Linked DNA regions of Danio rerio: region 1 is linked to region 2. A link is a contact called in public Hi-C data. All regions are on one chromosome and are shown on one strand. Each heading gives the region's core, a stretch centred on a gene start, on an enhancer-like site or on the middle of the called end of the contact. The rest is flanking DNA. Distances are from core to core; before and after follow the strand shown.

Evidence for each region. Hi-C and Micro-C count contacts between places; a contact is called where the count stands out from the background.
Region 1: a contact with region 2 is called in a Hi-C map of hematopoietic stem cells, with 3 times the contacts expected there. The contact joins the promoter of blvrb here to the promoter of pcyt1ab in region 2. A contact is called at or near these places in 4 of 18 Hi-C or Micro-C datasets (caudal fin, embryo, hematopoietic stem cells and 1 more) and 2 of 4 datasets of contacts at active chromatin or transcription factors (caudal fin and embryo).

The regions. Positions count from the first base shown.
Region 1 is chr18:49,148,109-49,155,028 of GRCz12tu, reverse strand. blvrb (biliverdin reductase B) reads right to left here and starts at 1,969. Exons shown (of 5, transcript NM_001002686.2): 1 at 1,748-1,969. The coding sequence starts at 1,832. sptbn4b (spectrin, beta, non-erythrocytic 4b) reads left to right here and starts at 5,243. Exons shown (of 37, transcript XM_073929625.1): 1 at 5,243-5,604.
Region 2 is chr18:49,017,390-49,024,137 of GRCz12tu, reverse strand. It overlaps pcyt1ab (phosphate cytidylyltransferase 1A, choline b), which reads left to right and starts at 2,520. Exons shown (of 9, transcript NM_001020735.1): 1 at 2,520-2,687; 2 at 4,961-5,073; 3 at 5,527-5,623; 4 at 5,707-5,823. The coding sequence starts at 4,963.

The DNA.
Region 1 (6,920 bases), core at 720-3,219, 130 kb before region 2:
TAAATGTATATGAAATAAAAGTAGAAAGGGTGCATTTTAGGACTGTTGGGCCTTGCTAAGGGCAAACTAAACCTGCCCCTGCACTTCACTATAGCGTGGTTCAAAACACGCTAGTATATACTGCAAGTTACTTTAGTATTATTAAGCTGCTGATTAAGACTGATTGATTTTGAAATTGAGGTAAGGTTGATTCACATTCGGTCTTTCTCCTTAATAATATAGCCTAATTAAAAGTATTCTTTGCAAACTCTAAATAGGAAAATCATGTTAGCACCTTATAACTATCAAAGTACAAGATCATTAAAAGTCAAATAAATAGTGCAAACGTTCTTTTAAAGTCATATTTATATGCGATTTCAGACTGAATATTAAAAGTAGATTGATAAACAATATAGGGACCGTGTCACATGTTGTCAATAAACAAATGTGCAAATAAAACTTCAATAAACTTGAAAGATTTGATTCTCGTCACATTGCATTAACAGTTTAAGAAAAAAAAAAAAAACTCAGTCCATAAAGATATTGTGTAAGAGTTTACCTCAGACAAGAATATTTTTGTGAAATTATGTTATTAAGAAAAAGTCTGAATGTGTGAATATAAAACTTTATCTCAATATACTACAGTAGTACTGTATGCAACATTCATTACCAAAGGCTTGTAGATACTATACAGCAGTGGTTCCTTAAAGATTTTCTCCAAGTTCCACCATAATAAGCAGTATTGAAATACTGTAGCATAGTGGGCCCAGTGTAACAGCTACAGTTCTGTACAGTTTAAAAATGAGGCAATTAATATTTATTATCGAGAGTATTATTGTCAGCCACTTTAAACATTACAAATTGTTTGAACATTAACCCTGTACTGTGCTTATACGTAAAAAAAAAATGTCAACATTAAAATTAAAATGTGCTTTTAAAAGTTAATAATGACAGGTTACTGTTCTTAAAGTTTAAAAAAAACTCCTGTACTTAAATGTAAAGTATCAACACCTGGAAATATAGGCTACATTTCATCATACATAATCATTTTTAAATATATGTATGTACATACAGTATGACATTTTTGATTCCTCCGTACCACTAGTGGTACACGTACCACAGTTTGAGAACCATGAAACACTTCACTATAGTTCAAAACACGCCAGTTTATACTGTAAGATTCTTTAGTATTATTGAGAAATTGATTAAGACTATGTTAAATCTGGATTAATTATTTTTTTTAATTGAGGTAATTTACACATTAAACTTGATTCACATTCGGTTTTTCTCCTTAATAATATAACCTTATTTCAGAAAAGTATTTGCTCATTCTAAACAGGCAAATCATATTAGCATCGTCTATTATATATATATATATATATATATATATATATATATATATATATATATATATACTGTAAGTTACTTTAGTATTATTAGACTAAGCTACAAGCAGTCAAAAATCATATTGAAGCCAATGACTTTCAAAGTAACGTTACAACATTGTTTACAGTCAACTAAATAGTGCCAATGTTATCTGTAAGTCATATTTACATGCGATTTCATTCCGAATATTTAAGTAACGTTAGTTTGATAAACAATATAGGAATATGTGTGTTGTCAATGAACGAATGTGCAAATACAAAACCGATTTCAATGAATTTAAAACATTCAATTCTCGTCTATCAAAGCGAAACAGTGCATGAAGTTGCAGTAAGAACACGTTAAAAAACATCTCATTCCCCTAAGACATTGTGTAAGAGTTTACCTGAGGCCACTGCGATAGGTAAGGTCGCTAACCCCGTCATTCCCGTGCAGCCAAATATCGCCACATTTCTTACAGCATCGGACATATCGACCACTAGAAAAGCTCTCGGTCAGTTCTACGTTGAAACGGAGATTTGCAACAAGACCCAACGCTTAGGCTCAAGTTATGTATCCAGCTGATCTTGTTCGTTATGTCAGTGCTGTCATTTAAGAAACGCCTCTTTCAGGAAAACTAAAGTGGGCGTTTTTGTCGCATGCTAATTTATTTTCTCTGTTTGCTGTTGTTTCTACAACTACATGATTGACTTCTCAACTGTCCAATCACTGATTGCGGATAACCAGCTCTGACCAATCATAGCCCAGAACGAACAGATCAAGGGCGGAGCTTGTCTGTGCAGAACGTAACACGCCTATAACTGCAGAGCTCCTCCTAAAATTATTTTAAAGGTAAAACGACTCATAAATTGCTTGCTAGAATGGATAAAATGTACAAATGCATAATGTGCCAATGTACTGGAAACTTTGTGCTTTAAATATACTGTTTACTCCAATAAAAACGTAGGTGAAAAACAAAATAAAGTGCATTGCATGTAACAGTAAGTTTTAAAACTGGTGTAGTTAAGGCTAAATCCAGGTCTTACTGCAGTGAGTGACACCCAGGAGCAATAACAAATAACTATAATACAATAATAATTGCTGCTCCATTCCCCCCCCCCACTCCCCCCACCCCCCCAAACGTATTAAAGCAGGATTGATTCTGATTGTTTGGCAGTGTTTGTACTAATGTTCATCAGCTGGAGAAACGAATTATCATGTTATCATTATAGTTGTAGTATGGACTGATCTCCTTTACATTTTTAAAATTATTTTATTGTTATAACTATCATTCAATCATATCCTATATACATATATGCATTGAATAAGCTAAATTGGCCATAGTGTGAGTGTGTGTGTGTGTGTGTGTGTGTGTGTGTGAATGAGTGTGTATGGATGTTTCCCAGGACTGGGTTGTGGCTGGAAGGGCATCCGCTGTGTAAAACATGCTGGATTAGTTGGCATTTCATTCCACTGTGGAGACCCCTGATGAATAAAGGGACTAATCCGAAGGAAAATGAATGAATGAATGACTATAGATATAGTATAATACACTTTACAACAGTATATGGCTCAAAAACTCTGTTGTTTACTACAGACAAATTACCAGTTTAAAAACATTCAGGATACGCACGCAGCGAGGTTGCAGAAAAAAACCCGGGAGCACTAGCATTTACAGCAAAGGAATGACATCCGCTGTGGTACAGAGTTTGTTGTTGCATTAGAATTAAGTTATATTGATTACATATTATATATATTATTGACATAATGCTTTCAGTGTGTTATAACAGCTTGTCACTCAGTGATATAAGCACAGTGATTTGGCAAAATTAACATTAAAGTGAGCGGCGTTCGTCTGACAGGTCCAATTGCGTTAGCACCCTCCCAATGGATACTGGATATGAAATGGCCAAGCATCCAGCCCCAAATATACAACTATCTCATTGAAACTCATTGAAACTACAGGTGTTTTGACAAGAGAGAAGTTAAAAGCCTACAAGTTTTTGGATGCCTATATTATTGTTCTGTGTGGTGATGTGCAAGAAATAATGTTCCATGATTACCAGATTCAAAACTATGTAGTGCTAAAAACCGAGGTTCTGCCTAACCAAAGACAAGGAAAGAAGACGGAGCTGTACAAGGCCTGGGTAATCATCAACAAGCAAAACTACTCCATTCTGACAGCGAACTGGTGGTATGGCGGCGTATGTGAACTTACATTTTTACATTTCGTTCAGAGCATTCAGTGTGCGCAGTTTAATTAACCAAATGTAACTGTTTTTGCTGAAATCATTGCTGCAATCAAAAACGAGCAATGTGTATAATTCAGCACAGCAAGAACTTACCTAATAAGAACTGAGAACTGCAGAGCATTTTTAATTAGGTCTTCACTCCATTCAGCTCTTCTGATGGCTGTTAGCCAAAGACGTCTACGGTTGGCATTAAAAGCAGTGTGGTGTACGGTAAAATTTAAGTTTTCAATTTTTGGACTTTCGATTTTGGCATCCTACCGCACAAAACGACATGTTTGCTATTGCAACTGGTCTTTTTTTGCAACAGGTATGCACGTTTTAACCTGTGTGACGTCATGTATGACGTAGGCTGGTAATTCCCCAATGAATTACTATGCTATTTTTTTCATGTGGGATGTTGAGAAAAACAATAATTTCTAATAAAATATGTCCCAAAACATTTTTAAAAACTACTGGTTTTAATAGTTAACATTTTGTAGTGTTTTTAGGCTAATGGTATATGTAGTGAAAATCATTAGAATCTTCTGTAATGTTTTATTTTACACAACCCAAACAACAAAAAATACTAGGGATTTATAGTAAATACTATAGAGCTTTTGAACTGTACTATAGTAAAGTTTAAAATACTGTATATATTATATAAACTATAATACTTTGATAATGAATGTGACAGCATACTGTAGCATTAACCATAGAGTAAACTAATAAACTGTAATTAATACTGTAGTGTATTTTAGAGTTTTACTAAAGTAAACTGTGGTATATTGTCAGAAAATATACTCTATAGTTGTATAAAACTACACTATTTATTAACTTGCTTATATTACTATAGTTGTGTTTTCATAGCAATTACCACAGCAGATTAATTCAAGTACTTTACCATAGTATGGTTCGAATTATTATTATATTTTTCATGTGAGTGATTTTTCAGGTCAAAATCTACCTGCTAATTATTGAAGTGTGTAGAATAAACAATTTTTTAATGGGTTTGTATCTACATTATTAAAATATCCGCCAATTATTAATTTTTAAATAAAGGGTCTTTTATTGATATTTTAGTAGTTTGAAATAATATAATGTTGCCTATAAGAAATACTATATAGACTTTTATAATTTATATTATAATAATATATAATAATAATATAATATAATAATATATCAGTCTGTAAATCAACAGAAAATGTACTGCAGTTTATTACAAGGTTTTGTACTCTAATATACAACACCAACCCAGACAAATATATCACTTTAAACTATTAAACATGACAATAAAAGTCATTTCTTCCGAACCTTTTAGGGTAAAAGAAGTTGGATAAAAAGATCAAGGTGTCCTGATGCAATTCAAAAGCAGAAATAAAAGGGGAAAATAAAAAATAAAAACAAAAACATCACAAAACACGAAAAACTGCTAATTTACAGATATTTTTAGTGTAATTGAATTCAGGTTGGTTTAATGACAATTGAAAATATTGATGTTGGTCCGCACAAGCATGTGTTATAGAGTGCGTGTGTGTGCGTGAGTGTGCGTGTGTGTGTGTGTGGCTTCCCCATCACTGCTGTTGTATCCTCCGCGTTATTGAGAGCGCTGAGACACACACACACACACACACACACACACACACACACACAGAGAGAGAGAGAGAGAGAGAGAGAGTATCCGGTGCACGGGACATCCGAGCACACCGGCGATCTGACCGCGCAAGCAGATCTGGCCTCGGACACGTTTTTAATGTGACGCGCGTGAACGCACCCGTGGACAAACCGCGTACCGACCGGTGTCATCGAGTGTACCGAGCGTCGCTTTGCGCCACGAATCATCCTCCTTTTCTCCTCCTCCTCCTCTTCTTCTTCTCCTCCTCCTCGCATCCGCGCGCCGCGTACCTGACCGGAGGATGCCCGAGAAACGAGACCGCGCCGAATCCGTCCGGGATTATCCATACACCGCATGAGGAGCATCTTTCCCCGCATTGATCGGAGGCACAATCGTTCGTCTTTCGGAGCGGGTGTGCAGGTGAGCAGGCAGCGAAAACCGCATGCGTGCAATAGACTACAGTGATTCACACACATTGTTGTAATGATTCCTGTACGGGGAATGCAGAGACCGGCCTGTTCTGGCCACACACTGCAGTCATTTCTGGGCCGTGTGTCTGTGCTGGTGATGGGTGATTGCTTTAAATGTCAGCAGCGGCTGTATATGTTTTAGGAAGGCCTGGTGTTTGTATAGCTCTCCGCATTTTCCAACACACCGCTGCACACTGGGGAAAGTTGCTTGTGAGGTGGATAAGTGACAGGCCTGAATGGAGGACAATAATGAGGGGAAAAGGTGATCAGAATAAACATTCAGCTCTGCATGGGTGTAAACGCTGATGATATTGGTCAACAATGCGGTAAAGGCATTAAAGGGATAGTTCACACACACACAAATGACTATTTACTTACTATTTACTCACGTTTTACACAAGTTATTGAACACAAAACAAGATATTTTGGTGATAGCTGAAAACTATTGACCTCCATAGTCAAACATATACAGTGCTCAGCATATATGAGTACTCCCCATTTTGAAAATGAATATTTTTAGTCATTTCTCAGTGATTATGGGTAATATATTGGTGCATTTGAATAAAACAGATTTAGTAAACAGATATATTTATTAAAATCATAATTTAGTCACAGAACATCCTTGGAAATAGAACAAAAATTTTTAAATTCATGCTTAATATTAATAAATAAATTACAAACTACAACATTTCAACAAAATTGTATATTTGTTTTGTTTCTCTTGATTGTGAGAATGCTATTCAATATTTTCCCCTAACATATACATTTAAGGAACTAATATTTAGACCGGTATCGCAAGTTATTCTGTAAGATAAGCTCCAGATTTGGCTTCAGTACTGACTGATCTACACATATAATATTGTATAGCTTCCTATAGAAAATATTAATTTAACTGTGAGTTTTTTTTATCATATATGCTGAGCACTGTAGCTGTATAAGGTATGTCAGCGGTGATAGTGTTTCAACATTTTTCTAAATATCTTCTTTTGTGTTCAGCAGAAGAAAGACACCAATAAAGCTTTTGAAGCAAGTAAAGAGTGAGAAAATGATTTTTGGGTGAACTATCCCTTTAAGGAAATACATCATGCTGCACCTACAGCTTCACTCACAGCATATAGCTTACAGCATGTCAGAATTGTGAAAACATGAAACACTTGGCGAAATTTGTGGCTTATTATGTAGTTTAGAAGACTCGATATGATGTGAAGATTTACAGATTTGGGTTTCTGGAAAACAATAGGCAGGACATTTGAGTCATATTAAGGT
Region 2 (6,748 bases), core at 1,271-3,770:
AAGAGGGAAATGATTGTTTCCAATTAATTAAAATGAAGTAAAGGCAATGCAGTACAGTTCACTTATTGACAAATTGTTATTTTCATAAACAATACCAAAGACAGCAGTTAAGGAATTTGCACAAACATCTTTGCAAAATATTCTGGAGCAAGATCAAAAAAAATGTTTGACCAAAATTATTGCATCTTGTGCAAGTAAAATACTGTGCATGCTTGCAAGACTGCTTGCATCTTGTACAGATAGGGTCAACAAAGGAATACATCCTTGCCACCTTGGCCTTGGAAAGATGAAGTCTACAGTATGTTCCAGTTTAAATTGAATAAGGCTGTCTAGCACAAATTGAGGATCTATAGACCCTATATATAGACCATTTCAATGTGGTCATCTTGTTGGCCCTTGAACATTTCCTACTTGTTATAAACCATTTCATAACTGTAACAAGAGGCAATTCAATCATAACTTCATGTTAAAGCAACTATCATATCATTATTTATTGGTATGTGGCTCTTTTTGGATTCTCGGAAGCTAGAGAAATTAAAATGTTAAACAGCAAATACAATGGGACCATTGTTTTTGTTTACATCCCTCAAAATGGCCTATAAACACATTCCAGTCCTCAGTCAAACTGATATTAAGGTCTTGCCAGGAGTCTGTTTGTGTAGATTTAAAGTGCAATTTAAAGGTTTAACTAGGTTAATTGGGTTCAAGTTGGGTTAATTAGGAAAGTCATTGGACAACATTGGTTTGTTCTTTAGCCATTTGGGGGAAAATGATTAAAGGAGATAATATTATTGTACTTAAACATTTTAAGCCGAATCAAAAGAAGCTTTTTAAAATACTTTGTTAAAGTAGCATAAAACAATAGTAAATACTGTGAAAATAACCTTGCTCTGTTAAATATTACTTAGAAAATATTTGAAGAGGAAAAAATATTACATTTTGCCTTCATTTGTATATGGTTTGGTAAAGAAACATGGCAGATGCACTTAAAGCACCTTAGGTGACTTTAGGTATCCTACATCAGTTAAAAATATTTGTCATGCTTCAATATTAAAGTACATAATGAAGTTATATTGACTGATAAAGTATATATGGCAAAAATATTGTATTATGTCTTGTTCAAGTAAAATATGAAGATCTGCAATATACAGAAACCCAATGTTGTGTTAGGCTAATGACCTAATGGAAGACATATTAGCCTACGTCTTTGTAACTGGATTAGCTGTTTACTTAATAGACTACAGTTTGACCGTATATTTCAGGAAAAATATTGCCAGCTACATATTATAGCTACTTTTAACTCTCGCCAAAATTAGAAAACAGAAATAATCAATTGATTTTATGCAACAATCGTCATGTCACAAAATTTTACAGCGACAAAATAAAAGTTTTTAGCCTAGGATATCTTGAAGACATTTTGTAAGAAATAAATTACTGTTGTGCAGCACAAAACCTTTAATAACAACAACAACTTAAAACTGATTTATTATTACTTATTTATATGACTTTACTGTTACATTATAAGATGAATGAGCGAATCAAGCTAGAAAAAAATGACAAAGTAAACGGAAATTGAAAGAAATTAGAAGATAATTGTATAAAATTAATTAGATTTTGTATGGCTCTTCTTAAGCTGTGAAGTAAAATTTCCTTAAATATTTTTAACAATTTTTATTTGTTTATATTACTCATTTTAACTGTTACATTATAAATGGATGGATTTTTTTATTGAAATGTGCTTAAATATTTTATAAATGCAACTATAGTTTATAAGGGGAAATAAAAGTGCATTGTATGCATACACACAAAAAAAATCAGTGGGGTATAAGTACAGGGACTTTTAATTTTAGTCTGCCAGCCTTAGGGCTTCCAGCTAATTCCAGCTAATATTCATCCTTTACAAAATAACCGCATTTAAGATCAGAAAAAAAAAAACAGCGATCTTCACAGCCTGGCCGAGATACGATAAAGTGAGTATCAGACCAAACAATAAGCACTGCATTACATTATACTTTTCCATGCCATGTCTTTAAAATATGGAAATAAATTTTACCCCAGTGTTTTATTACGGCGCTAGCCAGTGGCCAATGACGCCGCCTGTTAAGCCATTGTTTGTCTATTTTTACTCTTTAACAACCAAATGGACACTTAAGTATAACTGAATATATCTGAATTACATTACAACGTCGATGCTGTAAAAGAAACCTTCGTATATGAACCTTAAGTCACATAAAGTTTTCACCGGAAGTTCATCATTGGCTGAAAAACAGCTGTGCACATAGTCCATAGATATTTACAAGCATTTGCTGCGGCGCATTTAGCTCATAGTTAATTTTATTAGCTCGTTGAATTTGATATTAAATTATTAGATTTGTTTATGCATTTCTGGAGTAATCCAGCAATTTGAAACTGACCGGAGACCAGCAGCGCTATTTGGTGTAAAGTGGACGCTAGATGGCAGGATTTCAAAGCGGAAATGGGACACACGAGCGGAAGTGTGCGTGTTGTTAGTGAGCGTTGATGATGATGGAGTTGTGAGGAGGGAGAGCTGTCATCATATGGAGGATCATCACCGTAAAGTCTTTAAAACGTAAATAAAATGTGTTCATAGTGTAGTTCAGAAGTGCTGTCTTCACCCTATGATACTGTGGAGGAAAGACGTGTTTAAGGAGGAAACCAGAAGCAAGGTTAGTAGTTTAAAATCAAAACGCCCTGCTTCATTTGAAAGACTTTAACGTTATTTCCTAATGTTAGTTCATGTGTGTTTAGTCTCCTTCATTTAGAGGGAATGAAGGCCTTGCATTGATACTAAAACTTCTCTTCAGCTGTTTTAACATAGTTCTGTTAGTTTGCTACCATACGGAAATCTGATATATTAAAACATACCAACGAACATTTATATAATTGTGGCTAATACATTTAAACATATTTGTAATTATGAAAGTTTTAAACGGCAATGTTTTCAGTATTTTAAAATATTTATTTCAATTGAAAGCTCCTGAAAGAAGCTCAAAAAAGCACTTGATTGACATATACTTTGTTACAATAGGGTGTTATTTGGTCAACCTGGAATCGGAGGGTTATAAAAATAAATAATAATAATCAAAATACTAATAAAATCGCATTTATTTGCCTATGTTTTCAGTATTTTGAAGTATATATTGCAATTGTGCAATGAGCTAAAGTTGGTTTTATATTTGCACATTTATTCAGTGACAACTTGTAACATGCTGCCTTTATTTTTTACCATGGTACTTCGAATATTCGGTCTGAAATTGCATGCTAGTATGACTTGAAAACAACATTAGCACTATTTTATTGACTGTATGAGCAATGTTGTACTTTGATAGACATTATCAGCTGATATGATTCACCTATTTAGAAAGTGCTATAAGGATAAAGTCAGGAAGTAAATATATACCAACTTCACCACAGTACATGTGACCCTGGACCACAAAACCAGTCATAAGTGTTAAGTTTTTAAAATTAGACTTTATACATTCCCTGAATGCTAAAAAAGCTTCATTGCTCACATCTGAATGCTAAAGAATGCTTCATTGACATGTACTTTGTAAAAATAGGATGTTATTTGATCAACCTGGACCCTGAGGGTCATAAAAAAAATAGAAAAAATCTAAATACTGAGAACATCACATTTAAATTTGTCCCAGTTAATTGTTTAGCAATGGACATTACTAATCAAAAATTCAGTTTGGGTATATTTACTGTAGGAAATTTGCTAAATATCTTCACGGAACATGATGTTTACTTAATAGTCTTATGATTTTATTTGCACAGCAAATAAATAGTCCATTTTGAACCATACAATGTTAATGTATTTAAAAAAAAAACTGCAACTTTAAGAAATCTGAAAGTTTTATTAAGGTAAAGTTTTATAGTCGCACATTTGTTCTTTCTTCTGAATAATATAATTTAAGAAAAGTAGTGTTTGCAATAAGTCTAAATAAGGAAATCAAATTAGCAGCCAATGACTATCGAAGTACAAAATTGTTCACAGTTAATTAAATAGTGCTAATGTTGTTTTGAAGTCATATTTACATGCCATTTCTGACCAAATTATTATTTAGTGGTGTGCTTGTCACCGAACGAATGTGTGAATATAAAACTTAAAGTAAATAGTTTAAGATTTGTGAAATCCAAACATAACTTTGTACGTCATATATGTGATTTGGATATATATATATATATATATATATATATATATATATCATATTTTTACGTCACACTGCATTGTTTAGTGTATATGTTGCTGTGTTTATATCAAAATAAAGATATTTTCGTAGGATCTTAAAATACTTTTAAAAACCTAAAAAAGGCATTGTAATGTCTTATAGTTAATGTGAGATAATTTTGTTTAATTGTGCGTTAATTTTAAGCACAACAAGTTTACAAATAGTTTGCTAAAGCTACTTTGAAACAATAATTATTGTGAAAAGCGCTATACAAATAAACTTGAATTGATTTGAATTTAATTAAAATATTGTTCAGAAATAAAGGAACTTGTCTGGTCACATGTCTGAGGTTTATAGCTGAACGTTCAGTTGAACACTGGGCATCTTCCCAGCGAACAATGGAGCGATTTAGAGGGAAGAATGGCGAATGAAAACATTGTTTTCCGCTCTAGTGCCTCCTCCTCTGTGAAACTGTGCCACATCTCAGACTGTCCTTCATCGTCATCATCATCATGCTGATATGATCTGGGTCAGCGTGGCTTTGTTTTTTTCGTGATGTGGCTTGCAAATCTACATTCCTGTTTGAGATCTGTTGACTGCATCAGTTGAATGATTCGCCCTCTTGTGAATGTTTTTTTCTTTTCAAACAGATCAAGAAATTTATGCTTGAAAACACTAATGGGAAAATCTTGAGTCTGGATGTTTTTACTAAATGTAAAATATATTAAAACCTGCTGTAAATATCAGTGTTTTTGATGTCTGTTCAGCGATGGAGGCTCACAGTTCAGGCGGCGGCAGGAAGAGGAAGAGAGAGAGAGAGAGGTCGAACGGAGAGATAGCGGAGGGAGAGAGTTTCCCAAAAATGCCTTGCAGGACTGTGGTGAGGGTTTGGAAATAATCATTGAACACTTAACTGTGATCACATAATATCCTGTGTACAGCATCCACTCGCGCGTGTGTGTGTGTGTGTGTGTGTGTGTGTGTGTGTGTGTGTGTGTGTGTGTGTGTGTGTTTGTGTGTGTGTTTGTTTGTGTGTGTGTTTGTGTGTGTTGTTTGTGTGTGTGTGTGTGTGTGTGTGTGTTTGTGTGTGTTTGTGTGTGTGTGTGTGTGTGTTTATATGTGTGTGTGGGTGCATTTGTGACTATATTTCTTTGTGTTTTTGTGTATTTGCTTTTTTTGTTTGTTTGCCTTTGTGTGTGTGTGTGTGTGTGTGTGTGTGTGAGTGTTCGTTTGTGTGCATTTGCGTGTGTTTATTTGTGTATGTGTTTGTTTTTGTGTCTGTTTGGGTTGTTTTTGTGTTTGTATGCGTGTATGTGTGTGTGTCTGCTTCTAGGGCCTGAGGGAACCTGCACCATTCGCTGATGAGCTGGTGACTCCAGAATCAGCATATGCACGTGTCAGTATGGAAGATGCCCTTCGTGGTACTCCAGGTGTGTATACACTGATTTTACCCACCCTCACTCTCACTGTAGGCTCAGTCTCAGTTTGAACTGAACACTTTCTCCCTCTTCAGAGGAGCGTCCGGTACGCGTCTATGCTGATGGGATCTTTGACATGTTTCATTCGGGACACGCTCGGGCCTTAATGCAGGCCAAGTGCCTTTTCCCCAACACGTATCTGATTGTGGGTGGTGAGTTTAGAGTTCTGTATTTATTTATTTAAACATTTATACACTTATTTTATTTTAAAGTATTCATTTGCTTGTTTTGATTAAATGTTATTTTTTTTGTTGTACTTTTAAAATTGTTTTCAAATTTGTTAATTTATCATTATTATATTTACTAGATTGTTTAGCCCAATTTTTTTATTTATTTACACTTTTTTATTAATATTTTTGTGAATATAATACAATCTATTATTATAATTAATAATAATTACATTACAATTATCTTATCTGTTTTATTATTAACATTTATTAATACATTTCTTATTTAATGTGTTTATAATATTAAATTAGAAAATTGGTTATTTAGTTTGAAAACCCCTCATGATTTGACCAAGAAATTAGCTCTTCAATTTGGTGAGACATGTGACATATTAAATGAATTGCAAAAGTAATGTGTGTGACACATTATTTAATATTCAACTCATCACCTTCATCATAATATTCATCATCACCTAATCATAGAGCGCTTTATATATTTAAGATGGTTTTTAAAGGAGCTACACATAACTAATAAAGAAATCAGTAATACAAACAGTATCAAATATGATACAGATACAACATTTGCTATAAAGCAAATAGTGTCATTATTTAGCTGAAGTCAGCCCAGTGTTGATTCAGTTCATTTTGCTTATTTTTATAGCGTTTTTTACAACAATTGTTTTAATGCAGCTTTACAAAAGGTTCACATTATTGCATTACAATCAAAATCATAATAACTTGGGAGGCAGGCATTTATATATATATATATATATATATATATATATATATATATATATATATATATATATATATATATATATATATATATATATATAGTTATGAATTAAATGAAAATACTTAATCAAAAAGAGGTTTAACCAAAACATAACAAGATAACAGGGATTAAAAA